Regions from separate parts of the Pan troglodytes genome. Here region 2 is linked to region 1. Evidence: chromatin contacts called from public HiChIP or PLAC-seq data. All regions are on one chromosome and are shown on one strand. The core of a region is the stretch at or near the end of the contact, and the rest is flanking DNA. Distances in the headings are between cores, read along the strand shown.

Evidence for each region. HiChIP or PLAC-seq counts read pairs in DNA pulled down with a chosen protein or histone mark.
Region 2: an H3K4me3 HiChIP or PLAC-seq map of stem cell-derived excitatory neurons shows a contact between it and region 1, with 9 times the contacts expected there. The contact joins the promoter of SEC14L5 here to the promoter of ANKS3 in region 1. A contact is called at or near these places in 1 of 7 Hi-C or Micro-C datasets (stem cell-derived neural progenitor cells) and 1 of 1 datasets of contacts at active chromatin or transcription factors (stem cell-derived excitatory neurons).

The regions. Positions count from the first base shown.
Region 1 is chr18:7,380,045-7,387,804 of NHGRI_mPanTro3-v2.0_pri, reverse strand. ANKS3 (ankyrin repeat and sterile alpha motif domain containing 3) reads left to right here and starts at 5,289. Exons shown (of 17, transcript XM_016929335.4): 1 at 5,289-5,527. It also overlaps a transcript of ZNF500 not described here.
Region 2 is chr18:7,601,251-7,608,469 of NHGRI_mPanTro3-v2.0_pri, reverse strand. It overlaps SEC14L5 (SEC14 like lipid binding 5), which reads right to left and starts at 4,437. Exons shown (of 16, transcript XM_016929366.3): 1 at 4,167-4,437; 2 at 3,347-3,460. The coding sequence starts at 3,409.

The DNA.
Region 1 (7,760 bases), core at 4,040-6,539:
TAATCCCAGCTACTTGGGAGGCTGAAGTGGGAGGATCGCTTCAGCCCGGGAGGTGGAGGCTGCAGTGAGCGGTGAGGGCACCATTGTATTCCAGCCTGGGTGACACAGCAAGATCCTGTCTCAAAAAAAAAAAAAAAAAAGTTGGAAAGCTACTGTTGAATATGGGCTGGCTAGAGACAGCACCACTGAGGCATCCTGCTATTTAAATACAAGGCTAGAGTGGAATGTATTGTTAGAGCAATGAAACAATATTTAAATTATCAATAATGATAATGTTGGGGCTCAGAAATTGATACCCCAAGCTGGAGTACAAGCCATCCTTCCACCTCAGCCTCCTGAGTAGCTGGGACCACAGGCACACCATCACACCCAGCTAATTTTTTAGTAGAGATCCCACATTACAAAAAAAAAAAAAACAAGAAAAAATCATCCAGAAGAGTTTCTGAAGTAATTGATTGTAGAAATGAAGAAGCAAAATAAAATCACATGCAAATTGTTCCACCTGAACCCACCAGAGTTCTTAGCTGCCCTAGGGATCTCTCTTGTGTGGGGTTATTTCAAACCTAGGTCTAGGAATGGCTGGGCTGATGGGAGATTTCCTTCAAGGTGATGGGTGGGGGCATGTCCTGGTTCTGGGAGATGATCTGGTTCAGTGCCCATGCCCTCCCATTCGGTAGGTTAATTGTTCTCAGCAGAACACCTGAGAGAAGTTACGCTGGAGCTAGGCCCCGTCTCCATTTTGGAAGTGGGTTAGTGCCTCTACACTGTTTTCTTTTCTTTTCTTTTTTTTTTTTTTTTTTGAGATGGAGTCTCACTCTGTTGCCCAGGCTGGAGTGTGCAGTGGTGTGATCTTGGCTCACTGCAACCTCTGCTCCCCCGGGTCCAAGCGATTCTCCTGTCTCAGCCTCTGGAGTAGCTGCGATTACAGGCACCTGCCACCATGCCCAGCTAATTTTTGTATTTTTAGTAGAGATAGTGTTTCACCATGTTGGCCAGGCTGGTCTCAAACTCCTGACTTCAAGTGATCCACCCATACTGGCCTCCTAAAATGCTGGGATTACAGGCGTGAGCCACTGTGCTCGGCCAGAAATGGGGTCTTGCTGTATTGCCCAGGCTGGTCTCAAACTCCTGGCCTCATGGGAACCTCTGTCTCAGCCTCCAGCACTGGCAACACAGGCCTGCGTTGGCACGCTTAGTCCACATTTGCTCATTGTCTCCTGGGTTGTCCCTCCCACGAGGTCCAGCTTGTGTGCTTGCTCAGGCACTGATGGGCCATCTTCCTCCCTCCCACTCCCCACTGTAGCCTGTAGCAGTGTAGTTTAGCAGTTTAGTAAACCAGAGTTCCTGTGTACTTGCCAGGTGCTGGGATGAGCCAGGTAGCCATGAAGCCAGCTGGGTTAAGGGAGAGACATTTAGGACAAGCAGTCGTGACAACGGCCAGAAGCTATTCAGGATGCCATGGTAGAGAACAGGATAGGAGCGATCAAGAAGAAGAGAAGGGTCAAAATCGGATGGAAAATCAAGTGTGCATGCCAGCCCTAAGGTGCCGGGCTCCCCAGGAGAGGGAGGTGCGTGGAGGTTAGATGTTGGGCATCTGAATACCTTGGGTTGTACATGGGGGGGGAAAAAAAAAGGACCAGGTATCGTGGAAATGCTAGAACAGTGGTTTAGACCAGTCAGTTTAGACTAACATTGCACACACACAGGCGTACACTCTTCTGTGTCCCACAGACCTCGGGAAGGGACTCTTCAGCTGCAGCGACCCAGGCCCTGGACTTGTCGCCATCGGCAGGATCTTCAGCCAGCTCCTCCGACAGGTCTGGAATCAGGGAGGTTTGGTTTCGCTGGAAGATGAACAGCTCCTCTTCCCCATAGTCCGACTGCGGACAAATGAAAGGGCTTTTGGAGGACAAGGCAGCAGGCAGAGCCCTGAGGGCCTAGCCACCCCCGCTCTCCACTCTCCACTCTCACTTCCAGCCCAGCCCGCCCAGCCCGTCCAGCCCATCCAGCCCTGCTGCTCAGGAGCCTGGGGGAGATCTGGTTCTCTCCCAGTCAGCCTTGCCGTGCGCGGCTTCTTGCCACCGTTTAGAAATCGGCTTGGCAGCACAACCTCGTGGAGGTGAGACTGGGGATCCTGGTTCTGCAAGTACCTCGCATACAGCAAGTGCTTCATTAATGCCTTGTGTGACATGAACAGGGCAGTGAGGTGGTAGCTGAAAGAGCAGGGTCCAGCCCTCCCCATCCCCTGTGACCTTGAGCCATCACTTACACAGCTTAGTTTGTCTTCCTGAAGGGGTTGGGGCTCATACTCTCAAATGAGACTGAAGGTGTGAAAACACCCTGAGCACTGAGGCATGGGGTCCCCTTAGGTTCTCCTTAGCCTCGTCATGCACTGGATGACGTCTGAGGTCCCTGAAGCTCTGTTGCTGGTGCCCAGGTAGGACCCAAACCCTGCCCGTTCCTTTTAAAACCCTCATACTGTCTCTTAACGCCCAGTGCCAACCTGTGCACTGAGCAGCCCCCGCCAGGAGCATCTTTAGCAGGGTCTTACACCTGCACCTAGGGCTATTGGTCTGAGCGTCTTTGAGGGCCATTTCAGGGACCCCAAACCACAAATGCAGAATCCCTCGAAGGCTTATCACAATGCACTGGAATTGTGCATTCTCAGTGGGTGTTCTGGCCCTGTCCTGGCCCGAGAGAGTGGAGAATAGCAGAATGGAAAGGACAGAGCTTCTGCATCGAGTTGACCTGGGTTCCAAGTCAGCGCCAAAAACTCCACTGAAAGGGCCTCCCAAGATGCTGAGCACCAATACCCATGCTCAGAGATGACAATCAAGGCAGAAGAAAGAGTAAAGAAGGAAATAGGCACCCAGAAAACACAACTTTGAGTCTGGCCATGTGATTTAAAGTAAAATGTCAACAAACTGCACAGGTCAGCAGGAAAAGTCTTCAGAGTGAAGTGCTCCAAAGCTGTCCTGGCCAGCGTCATGCCTGCTCTGGTAGGAAGGACAAGGCATCCAGGGAGAGAGTTCTTGCTTACCAAAGAGGAGTCTGAGTCCAGAGACGGGAGCTGGTCTTTGACAGCCTTGAGGATGGCATCCCAGGGCCCCATCTGGGAGGCCCAGGGAGAGCCCAGTGAGGGTGCCATGCCTTCACCGTTGGATGCCATGAGGGCCCAGGCTTCCAGATGCCTTCTTAGTGCACCATCATCCGGGGAGCTCTGTGGGGCACACAGGGTGATGGAAGAGGGTCCGGGCCACTGAAGGTCAGGAGAGCAGGGGCTGCTCTACCAGCTGTAGGAGACCAAACAGGCTGGCAGGCCTCACCACCTGCCTCAGTTTCCTTCTAGTTATGCAAGCTCCTGTTAGTGCCAGGCACTCTGTGTGTGTGTGTGTGTGTGTGTGTCCCCACTCATGCACACATGTGGAGCCTGCAGGTATATAATGTATATAGTGATATATACATAATAATATACAAATATATGTATTGATATAAATATGCCTATGTAGATATATGTACATGTTATATAGAATGCCATATGTATGATATATAATGATATATAGGTATATTTTATATATACCCCATATAGCATAACTATTCTCTTCATTTCATAGGCTCAGGGTGTTTAGTAAATAGCAACAGTGGACTCTGAATCAGGGGGAATTTCAAGTCCTACTACCCTTTACTGCCCTTTACCAAGGAACAGAAGACACCTTGCTTTTTTGTTTTGGAGACAGGGTCTGGCTTTGTCGCCCAGGCTGGAGTGCAGTGGTACAATGATAGCTCACTGAAGCCTCGGCCTCCTGAGCTCAAGTGATCCTCCCACCTCAGCCTCCTGAATAACTGGGACTACAGGTGTGTACCACCACATCTGGCTAATATTTTTACTTTTGGTAGAGATGGAGTCTCCCTGTTGCCCAGGCTGGTCTCAAACTCCTGGCCTCAAGTGATCCTCTTGCCTCAGCCTCCCAAAGTGCTGGGATTACAGGCATGTGCCACCGCGCCTGGCTGACAGTTTGGAGTCACCAAGTGATTTTTTTTTTTTTTGGAGTCACTACTCTGACCAGCCCCTGCATTTGTATCTTAGAGTCTTAAAGGAGATGGTCCTGTTATTCAGGGGGCTGGGGAGCTTGAGCTTGAGAGCTGGCGGGTGAGGGTCCTCTAGAGCCAGTGTCAGGAGAACTCTGCAGCTCGAGAGGCCGCTGTGGCTTTGGCCCTGCAGTCAGTGCCTGTTCATCCCCAATCAGGGCAGCGGCAGGAGATGTGAATTGGGGGCTGCTTGCTTCCTCTGTACTTCTGGGAATAGGGCAGGTGCTTGGTGCACTCTGAACTGGGAGCAGCGGGTTGGGGACGCATCTGGTGCACACAGCTAGCGGGTGTTTTTTGTAACTAGAGCTCTGTTCCGCAATTCGGGGCACAGTATTTCTTAGGGCAACAGAATCGTCGGGATGAAGAGGGCCTCCAGAGACTCTGATAAACCCTTCAGGCGGACAAGACAATAGGGGAGGGAACGGCATTACCGGCAGAAGGAAGAGCATGTACAGTGGCTCAAAGGAATGAACCGCCCAACAGGTTTAAGGGAAGAAAGTGTCAGTTGCTGGACTCTCCGGTGAAAACGGACCAGACAATGCAGGGCCCTGAACGCCAAGTTGAGGAGCTCGGAGCATCCAGAAGGCGAAGGGGAGGCTCGGAGCCGCCTCTGAATAACGGCCTTCCGGCTCCGTCTCGGGGTGGGTTTCTCAGCGGCAGCCTGTTAGCCCCGCCACAGCCCCGCCCCGGTTCCCAGAGCCCCGCCCCCAGCCGGCCTGCCACGAGGCTGCCGGTTGTTATGGCAACCAGACGCCAACAGCCTCCCGGGTCGAGCTTTTAAATTTTAAAGCTGTGGAAGTGGAAAGCCCATTGCTCCTCCTCTCACCCACCCCCAGCCCGTATTTCCCCGCGTTTTGTTCAACTCCCTGCAGGCGCAGCAGGCCCGAGGCCCCTCACCTCAGGCCTCTGCCTCCACTCCCCGCGCTGTCCTGACAGCGCTATAAACAGCCTCCAGCGCGTCACTCCGGTCGCGTCCGCCCCTCGGGCCGCGCCGCAGGTACAGAGGCTGTCCCCTTCTTCAGCACTCTCCCTCTCAGCAGAGCTTTACATTACTAGACTGCCTTCGCGTTTCCCCCACCCCGCCCCGCTCCTCTTTCGGGCCTTTGCGCGTCCTGCCTCTCCTGCAATGGGATTGGTTCCCCTGGAGGGCGGGGGCGGAGCAGGTCAAACACCACTAGCTCATTGGCTACCGCGGGCATCAGACAGCGAGCCGGGAAGCTGACCGGAAGGTCCGGGTGCGGGACGTGTGCATTCCACGGCGCCCGGGAGCTGTCCCGGTGTCGACCCGCGAGCTTCCCGGCGTGCTCCGCGCCCTCCCGCAACTACTTCCGGGGCGGGTGCCGGGGGCGGTGGCCCGGCGAGGGAGCGTGGCGGCGAGCTGTTTGGGGGGTTGGCGACGGCAGCCCGAGGGCGGCTCAAGGCCTGAGGCCCAGCACAGGTCGGTTCCGCGGCGGCCCGGCCCCAGCACTTGCCGGCACCTGCAGCCCGCCTAGACCCGGCGCTCGGGCGTCCCGCGCTGCACTTGCTCGCCGCGTGACTGGAGGACCGAGCCCCCACATTTTCTTTATGTGGTTGTGGTGGGGGGACAGTAATGCCCTGTGCGCCGTAGCGTTCCTGTGGGGATGTGCCCGGGGGGCGTCGGGAAGCGTCACTGCTGTGAGTTACGGGTTTGTCGGCCAGGGACCCGCACCGGGGCCAGTGAGCTACCTTTGCGATGCGGTTCCACGGGGCGAGAGGGGGTGCCTGGGTGCTTTCACAGACCTCCTCTGTGGGCGTGACAGTTACCACCAGCATCACATTTGTTAAGATTTTTAAAAATTTTTTAATTTTTGTGGGTACGTAGTAGGTGTATATATGGCGTATATGAGAGATTTTGATACAGGCATGCAGTTCGTAATAATCACATGTAAAATGGGGGTCTCCATCCCTTCAAGCATTTTATCCTTTGTGTTACAAACAATATGATTATACTCTTTGAGTTATTTTTAAATGTGCAGCCGGGCGCGGTGGCTCACTCACGTCTGTAATCCTAGCACTTTGGGAGGCAAAGGCGGGCGGATCACCTGAAGTCAAGGATTCGAGACCAGCCTGGCCAACATGGGGAAACTTCATCTCTACTAAACATACGAAAACTAGCCTGGCATGGTGGCTCATACCTGTAATCTCAGCTACTCGGGAAGCTGAGGCAGGAGAATCGCTTGAACCCAGGAGGCGGAGGTTGCATTGAGCCGAGATCACGCCGCTGCACTCTAGCCTGGGTAACAGAGTGAGACTCTGTCTCAAAAAATAATAATAATAAATAAATAAAATGTGCAATTAGATTATATTGACTATAGTCACCCTGTTGTGCGGTCAAATACTAGATCTTTTTTTTTTTTTTTTTTTTTTTTTTGAGACGAAGTCTCGCTCTGTCGCCCAGGCTGGAGTGCAGTGGCTTGATCAAATACTAGATCTTATTCATTCTATTTTTTTTTGTATCCATTAAGCATCCCCACCCTCCACTACCCTTCCCAGCCTTGGTTACAGTAGAAGTAACCATCCTTCTACTTTCTATGTCCATGAGTTCAATTGTTTTGATTTTTACATAACCACAAATAAGTGAGAACATGCAATATTTACCTTTCTGTGCCTGGCATATTTCACTAAAGATAACGATCTCCGCTTCCATCCATGTTTTTGCAAATGATAGGATCTCATTCTTTTTTTATGGCTGAATAGTACTCCATTGTGTCTAAGTACCACATTTTCTTTAGGATTCATTGTAAAGGTAACAGATACTTAGCATTTTCAGAATGGACAGAACCAAAAAGTTGAATGAAAACTAACACGTCTTATCTCTAATGCTACTTTACACCACACCACTCGGGATGGGACATTTTAGTTTTCACTTTAGTGTTTTTTTTTTGTTTTTTGTTTTTTGTTTTTTTGAGACAGAATCTCGCTCTGTTGCCCAGGCTGGAGTGCAGTGGCTTGATCTCGGCTCACTGCAATCGCCTCCCAGGCTCAAGCGATTCTCCTGCCTCAGCCTCCTGAGTACTGAGACTACAGGCACCCACCACCACACCCAGCTAATTTTTGTAATTTTAGTAAAGATGGGATTTCACCATTTTGGCCAGGCTGGTCTCGAACTCCTGGCCTCAAGTGGTCCATCACGCTTGGTCTGGTTCTCATTGTCCTTCAGACCTCTGGGGATGTCAGATATGCAAGTCTCCAGTAAATAGAGAACACGGCCTCACCCTGCAGAAGGCCTTTGGCGTGGAAGAGACATGCCCAGGTAAGGCTTGAGGGAGGTATGGAAGGGACTCTGAACTGACCCTCAGCTCGTTTGGTTTCTTATCCAGGCTTCGTTGGCCAGGGCTGTTAGGGTGGGATTCTCACCTGCAAAGTGAGGGAAGGGGACTGCACGATCTTGGGCTCTGCTAGCTGAAGAGGTGGTGGCTCCAGGAAGGAGGGCTTTGCTTGCCCCACCGCACCTACAAACACTCTTCACCAAGGGCCTGTGAAGTGTTTGTCTCCCACATTGGTGGCTTGTTTCTTTAGCCATCTTGGCTGTCACCTGGGGCTTGGAGGCATTCTTTAGTAGAAACTGAGGTCCTCATCGCATCTATTAACTACCATAGCACCTGTAGGTCATCAAAACCTGACAAGGCCTTTGTTTTCGCCTTTGCTCC
Region 2 (7,219 bases), core at 3,188-5,687, 220 kb before region 1:
GATAAGGAAGATTATTATTATTATTATTATTATTATTATTATTATTATTTTGAGACAGAGTTTAACTCTTCCCCCAGGCTGGAGTGCAATGGCACGATCTCGGCTCCCTGCAACCTCCGCCTCCCGGGTTTAAGCGATTCTCCTCTCTCAGCCTCCCGAATAGCTGGGATTACAGGTGCTTGCCACCATGCCCAGCTAATTCTTGTATTTTTAGTAGAGACAAGGTTTTACCATGTTGGCCAAGCTGGTCTCGAACTCCTGACCTAAGGTGGTCCGCCCGCCTTAGCCTCCCAATGTGTTGGGATTACAGGCATGATCCACCATATCTGGCCACAGATAATATAGATTTGAAAGCCTTTTTTTCACTTTACCCACAGGTGTCAGTACCTAGAGACTCAACAGCAAAGGGAGTAAATGGAGCCCTGCCTTCATTTGTGGAACATGAAGCTTACAAAATATGTTTAACATACCCAATACAGGCAATGCGAGTACATTACTAGTCCTATTCATATAGTTTTTCTGTTGTTTTTGTTTTCTTTTCTTTTTTTCTTTTTTTTTTTTTTTTTTTTTTTTTTTGAGACAGAGTCTCGCTCTGTTGCCTAGGCTCAAGTGCAGGACTGTGTGTCCAGTCCTGTCTTATTCTATGAATAAGCACCCAGCCGCCATTTTCTTTATTTGTGAAATGGGGATGACTGTATGCCTATATGCGCCTCATAAGGTTGTCATGAAGATGAAAAGTGATTGTGTGTGTGTGTGTGTCTGTTTGCCTCGCACAGGGCCCAGTCCTACCAAGTGACAATAAGTGGTCGATAAACATAAATAATCACCCTTAGTTTAAGGCTCTGGCAGCTCACATGTTCTAAGACCCAAGCACTTGTTCATTCATTCATAAGAAGAGAGAAATTGTCCCCACCCTTCTCTGACAGTCCAAGGACCCATGGTTCTCTGCCATGAATCTGAGACACATTAACTATAGGATGGAAAACCATCTACTGCATGTGCTTAATAAATTCCAACTTAATTTGTCACGTTTAGGGTTCTGAAAATATTTACAATCATTGCACTTGAAAATAAGCCATGCCCATGAATGTAGCACTTAAGGCTATATGAATAGGGGCCGGATGCAGTGAGCCACCCCTGTAATCCCAGCACTTTGGGAGGCCGAGGCTAGTGGATCACTTGAGGTCAGGAGTTCAAGACCAGCGTGGCCAACATGATGAAACCCCGTCTATACTGAAAATACAAAAATTACCTGGGCATGCTGGTGTGCATCTGTAATCTCAGCTACTCAGGGGGCTGAGGCACGAGAATGGCTTGAACCTGGGAGGCAGAGGTTGCAGTGAGCCAAGATGGCACCACTGCACTCCAGTCTGGGCAACAGAGCGAGACTCAGTCTCGAAAAAGTAAAAGAAAATGGGGCTCAGAAAAGTTCAGCAACTTTTGTTGTTGTTGTTGTTGTTGAGAAGGAGTCTCGCTCTGTCACCCATGCTGGAGTGTTGCGGTGCAATCTCGGCTCTCTACAACCTCTGCCTCCTGGGTTCAAGAGATTCTCCTGCTTCAGCCTCCCGAGTAGCTGGGACTACAGGTGCATGCCACCATGCCCGGCTAATTTTTTTTGTATTTTTAGTAGAGTTGGGGTTTCACCATGTTAGACAGGATTGTCTTGATCTCCTCACCTTGTGATCCACGCACCTCGGCCTCCCAAAGCCCTGGGATTACAGGTGTGAGCCACTGCACCCGGCTTAAGTTCAGCAACTTTCTAAAAACATACAACCAGAGCATGGCAGAGCACAGCAGAACCCTAAGGCATCTGAATTCACATCCCTGGATCTCTTCACCATCCCCTGGTGTTCCACTCCCATTATGCAGAAGCAAAGTCACTCAGCCACTTGCAAAAACAGTAACAATCATAGCTGGATCTCAGTGAGCATTTGGTCTGCGTCAGCCCTGTACCAGGAGCTTTATACACATTGATTCATTTAATCCACAGCATGACACCAGGATTTGGAAGCCAGGAGATTCCCATTTTGGTGATGGGGAGTGGAGGCTCATGGAGGTGAAGTGACTTGCCCCACAGTCACTCAGCTAGTCAATTTGGGAGCTAGAATATGACCCTAAGCCAGTTCCTGCCTCTTTGCTGTCCTAGAACCATCTGCCTGTAACAGCACAAGGTATGTGGATGATTTTGGTGATGCTTTTAAATCCTCTGTGTGACAATAAACATATATGCATGTAGATTCATAGAATAAGACAGGACTGGACACACAGGCACACACAGCCACCAAGAGATATGAAAGTCCCTGGATAGAAGGCTGGGGTTAAGCAGTCAGTGCTGGGGTGGGACAGATGGGGGTGGATGCTAATGTTTCTTACACTTTCAATACATTAATTTACAAGACTTCGGTGTAATAACAGCGACAGCATATTTTGTGAGCTCCTACTGTGTGCCCGGCACACCGCAAGGAGCACCAAGAACTATTTCGTTTACTCCTCCCCGCAACCTCATAGCATTGTCCCCATGTTACTGAGCAGGGAAGTGAAGCTGAGAGGCAGAGGGATGGAGCCAAGAAGGAATTCCACATCCACCTATGTCCAGCTTCTGCCCCCAGGGTGCAAAGACCAGTGATCCTGGGGGCCAAGGATCTGGCAGCCAATTCTAGGCCTCCAACTGACTTGCTGCACAACACAGAGTACATCACAAAGCAAACCTACCCACTCATTCTCTCTCTCGTCCCAGTGTCAGCTTCCTTGAAGGGGAGGGAAGGGGGTCTGTGAGCAGAAGGAGGGCTCTGTGGTCAAATGTGAGGTTCTAGAGTCTCCTCTGTGGGGATCTCAGCCCCGACTCCACTTCTGCATAGATATAGAACTTGGTGTCATCCCTTCACCTGTCAAAGCCTCAGTTTCATGGAGGTTAAATGGGAAAATAACAGCTATCGGGAATTGGAAGAAACATCATCTGTTAAGACAGTGCTGTAAACATTCAATAAACAGCTGTTGTCATTATCACCACCATTCCATTTATCACTGTGATATGCCATTATATGAAATGACGGCAGTGGCTTGGCCCCTGATACCTTTGCTTTCTATCAGGAGAGTCTAAAGTAAGGGAGCAGGTCAGCTTCAACAAGGAGAAGGAAGAAAGACTTTGTGTTTTGGTCACTGGGCCGAGGATAGGATGGTTGGACAGAGGGGTCACTGGTTAGAAGTTAAACCCACCACGTCAGCTGAGTAACTCACTAATTCCTTCTGATCTGGGAGTCTAAGGAGCTCCGTCTTCCTACCGCCATAGCTGATCTCAAGTCCCTCCAACTGTCACATGGGGGCCCAAGAATCAGGAGTCACTCACCGCCATGACCAGCTCAAACGGATACTTGTAGACTCGGACAGGAGACTGGTATCTCTGCACCATGTTCACGCTGGAGCACCAATGGAGGTCACCAGGCAGGGGTGTGCACGGAGCCTGGGGTGAGGAGTGACTGGTGAGGTTGCAGCTCCCACCTCGGGAAGCAGGGACACCACCCACCAAGTGTAAGGGGCAGCCCCTGGCCCCACCCACACAGCTCCCCAGCCTTCAAATTGAGAAGGCTGATATTACCCCCAAATTACTCCAGGCCAAGCCCCAACAGCTTCCCTGTCATTAGCCATGGCCCCAGACCACGCTCAGCCTTCCAAGAGCAGTCAGCACCCCCAAACTTTCCTCTACCCCCACCCCTTCACACTGAGGGCCCCCAGAAGCCTTACGGCCACCCACACAGACACACACACATTTGCAATTCTTACACTCCCACGGTTCTCTTCACGCATGCACCCCGCAGCTTGCCACAGACTTGCTGGCCTACAGCCCACCCCCAAGTCTCCTTGCACCTGCCCTCCCATTTTCCTCCCAGACACCCTGAAATACACACACAGCCTTCACCACATTTCACAGCACTGTCTCTATCACACACATGCACACACGCAGGTTTCCCTCCCACACGGGACTGCTTTTGCACACGCCTCCAACTTTGCACACACACCCTGAAACACGCACCTGCCCAACTCCACGCACGCAATTCCCCTGGTGTGCACAGACGTGCACACACGCACACACACCCGTGCGCACATGCAGACACACGTACACACACGTAGAGGCACTCGCACACACAGGTCCCCGCAGCTTTGCTCACCCTCGCCCTCGGGAGCCTTTGGGAATGCAGCCTAGGGGAAGTGCCCTGGAAGCCCGCCTGGCTCGCGAGCTGAGCGCTTACGGGCTCCCGCGCCCGCCTGGCCTGGAGCGCAGCGCCTGAGGCGGGGCCCGATCGCGGCTCGCTAGCCTGGTGTGTCCCGCCTTGAACACCCTGCAAAAAGGAACGCTGTGGAAGGCCGGAGGGGCGGGAGCGAGACCTGCCGGGCCGAGAGAGCTCCAGGACCCGGGACAGCGGAGATCCTGGCCTGGCCCCGCCCCTGACCGGGCCCCGCCCACGTCCCCGGCCATGGCCCCGCCCAGGTTGGCCCCGCCCCCTAACTTGTCCCGCCCCACTCTGGCCCCGCCCCAGGCGAACTCCCCCCTGGTTCTAGCCCCGCCCCTTGTTTTTAGATGTCTCTCGTTTGACCACGCCCTCAGCCCAGTCCTTTCTCTAGATTGGTCATACCTCAGGAAGTCCCCTCCCCCTTCACTGGCCCCGCCCTCCAAGGTCCTCAGCCTCTGGAATGGTCGGCCACAGGACGACCCCGCCCTAATCTAGCTCTGCCTCCAAGCGGACCCTGAGTCCGGGCCGATCCGCCCCGGACCCTGCGTCTGGCCGACAGTACTGTTTACATTTGTAGATAAGCACAGTTTACGCTTTTCTTGCTCAGATTAACCTCGCCCTCGTCCCGCTGCACTTGGGTCTGACTGGCTCCTCCACCTGTCCCCGCCCCACGGCCCGCGCATGCACCTTCGCCCACTCTGCACACCTTCACAGAGCGCCTGCTGGGGGTCAGCCCTGTCCAGGCGCTGGAGAGCCGCCGGTGAGCCACACGCACGAATCCCTGCCCTCGTGGAGTTTATACTACGGTGGGGAGACAGACACTCAATAAATAAGGCAAATATATGATGTGTGAGGTGGTGAAAAACTCTCACGAGAGAAAAATAAGCAGGAAAGGGGCTCAAGGAGCCAGCGGAGAGAAAGGACAATTTAAAACAGGTAAGAAGCCGGGCGCCATGTCTCACGCCTGTAATCCAAACACTTTAGGAGGCGGAAGCGGGAGGACCGCTTGAACCCAGGAGTTGGAGACCAACCTGGGTAACATAGCAAGACCCTATCTCTACAAAAAAATTTTTTTTTCGTTTAGGCAGGGCGCGGTGGCTCACGCCTGTAATCCCAGCACATTGAGAGGCCAAGGCGGGCAGATCAGCTGAGGTCAGGAGTTCGAGAACAGCATGGCCAATATGAGGAAACCCCGTCTCTACTAAAATACAAAATTAGCCGGGCATGGTGGCGTATACTTGTAATCCCAGCTACTCGGGAGGCTGAGGCAGGAGAATCGCTTGAATCAAGGAGGCGGAGGTTGCAATGAGCCGAGACTGCGCCATTGCACTCCAGCCTGGGCAAGAAGAACAAAGCTCGGTCGCAAAAAAAAAAAAAATTAGCCAGGCGTGTTGGCACGTGCCTGTGGTCCCAGCTCCTCAAGAGGCTGAGGCAGGGGGATCCTTTGAGCCCAGAAGTTCAAAGCTGCAGTGAGCTGTTACCTGGCCACTGCACTCCAGCCTGGGCAACAAAGCAAGACTCTGTCTCAAAATAAATAAGTAAATAAATAAATAAAACAGGGAGTAAGGGGGCCTCCCTTGGGAGAGTGACATTTGTCCATCACTCTCATTTTAACTCACACTTAACCCCTTTCAGCCCTCCCAGGACTCCCAGGGGACCAACCTTGCTCCCAGAAGTCCTGCCTTGCCACTCCTCATCTGTTTAGCCTACAAGAGCCAAGAAATTGGCTCTGGACAGTGCTGTCATCCATGTATTCACTCATTCAACATTTACTGAGCACCTACTACGTGCCAGCGTGGGGTGAATTCACCCCTTCAAGCAGGGGAAGTCAGAGGTGGCCAGGGAGATGGACAACCCCTGATATATTTAGAGTATGTCACTGCACCCTGTGAAAACCACCTCTCTGCCCTTCCTAGCCTGCATCACATTCTAATATTGCATTTATTCGTTTTATGTATCTGTGGGTTCCTGGAGGTCTCTCTCAGGAGACTGTGAGCTCCCTGAGGGCAGGGGCAGTGGCTGCCTTATTCAGCTGCCCGCATGTTGGGAAGGATCTTACTGGGGACCTGGCAGGCAGGCAGCAGGTGCCCAGCACACTCTTGGCTTGGGTAATCAAGGGCGGAAATGGGACACAAAGTTCCCATCCCTGTCGCAAGGTGGCAGCAAATGATAGCCCATGGCTCCTGGAGTAACACAAGGGTGAGTAGGTGGGGGACATGGGATCCAGGGATGACTCTCCTAACCCGGGCTCATCCAGGAAATGCCCAGCTCTGCCCAGGCATCGCCACAGAGCAAAGTGAACGTTAACACCGTTAGCTGCTGTTACCACCACGAAAGGCGTTAAGTCCGCCTCTCCTGCTGCCCAACATTGAGGGAGGACAATGACTCTGCGTGGGAGACAGAGGTGTGACAGCCCTGCGGGTACAGAGAGCTCAAAGTGGAAACTGGGGCCTGGAGGGGAGTGAGAACCCCACTCCCTCCTCCTCCAGCCCCAGGGAAGGGAATTAATAACGCCACCAACACTCACTCCAGCTTTTTTTGGGTTTTGCGGGTTTTTTTTTTTTTTTTTACATGGAGTCTTGCTCTGTCACCCAGGCTGGAGTGCAGTGGCGCAATCTCGGCTCACTACAACCTCCGCCTCCCAGGTTCAAGCGATTCTCCTGCCTCAGCCTCCCGAGTAGCTGGGATTACAGGCGCTTGCCACCACACCTGGCTAATTTTTGTATTTTCAGTAGAGACAGGTTTCATCATGTTGGCCAGGCTGGCCTCAAACTCCTGACCTCAGGTGATCCACCCGTCTCAGCCACCCAAAGTGCTGGGATTACAGACATGAGCCACCACACCTGGCCCAGTTGCCTATTATTACTGTTCTACTAATTATTCCTACCACTTGTTGACACTCCATTGGCGCTTACTATACCTAGCACCATTCTAAAGCTTTACGAACACGAATGCATTTAATCCTCAAAGCAACCCCAGAGCAATGAAAA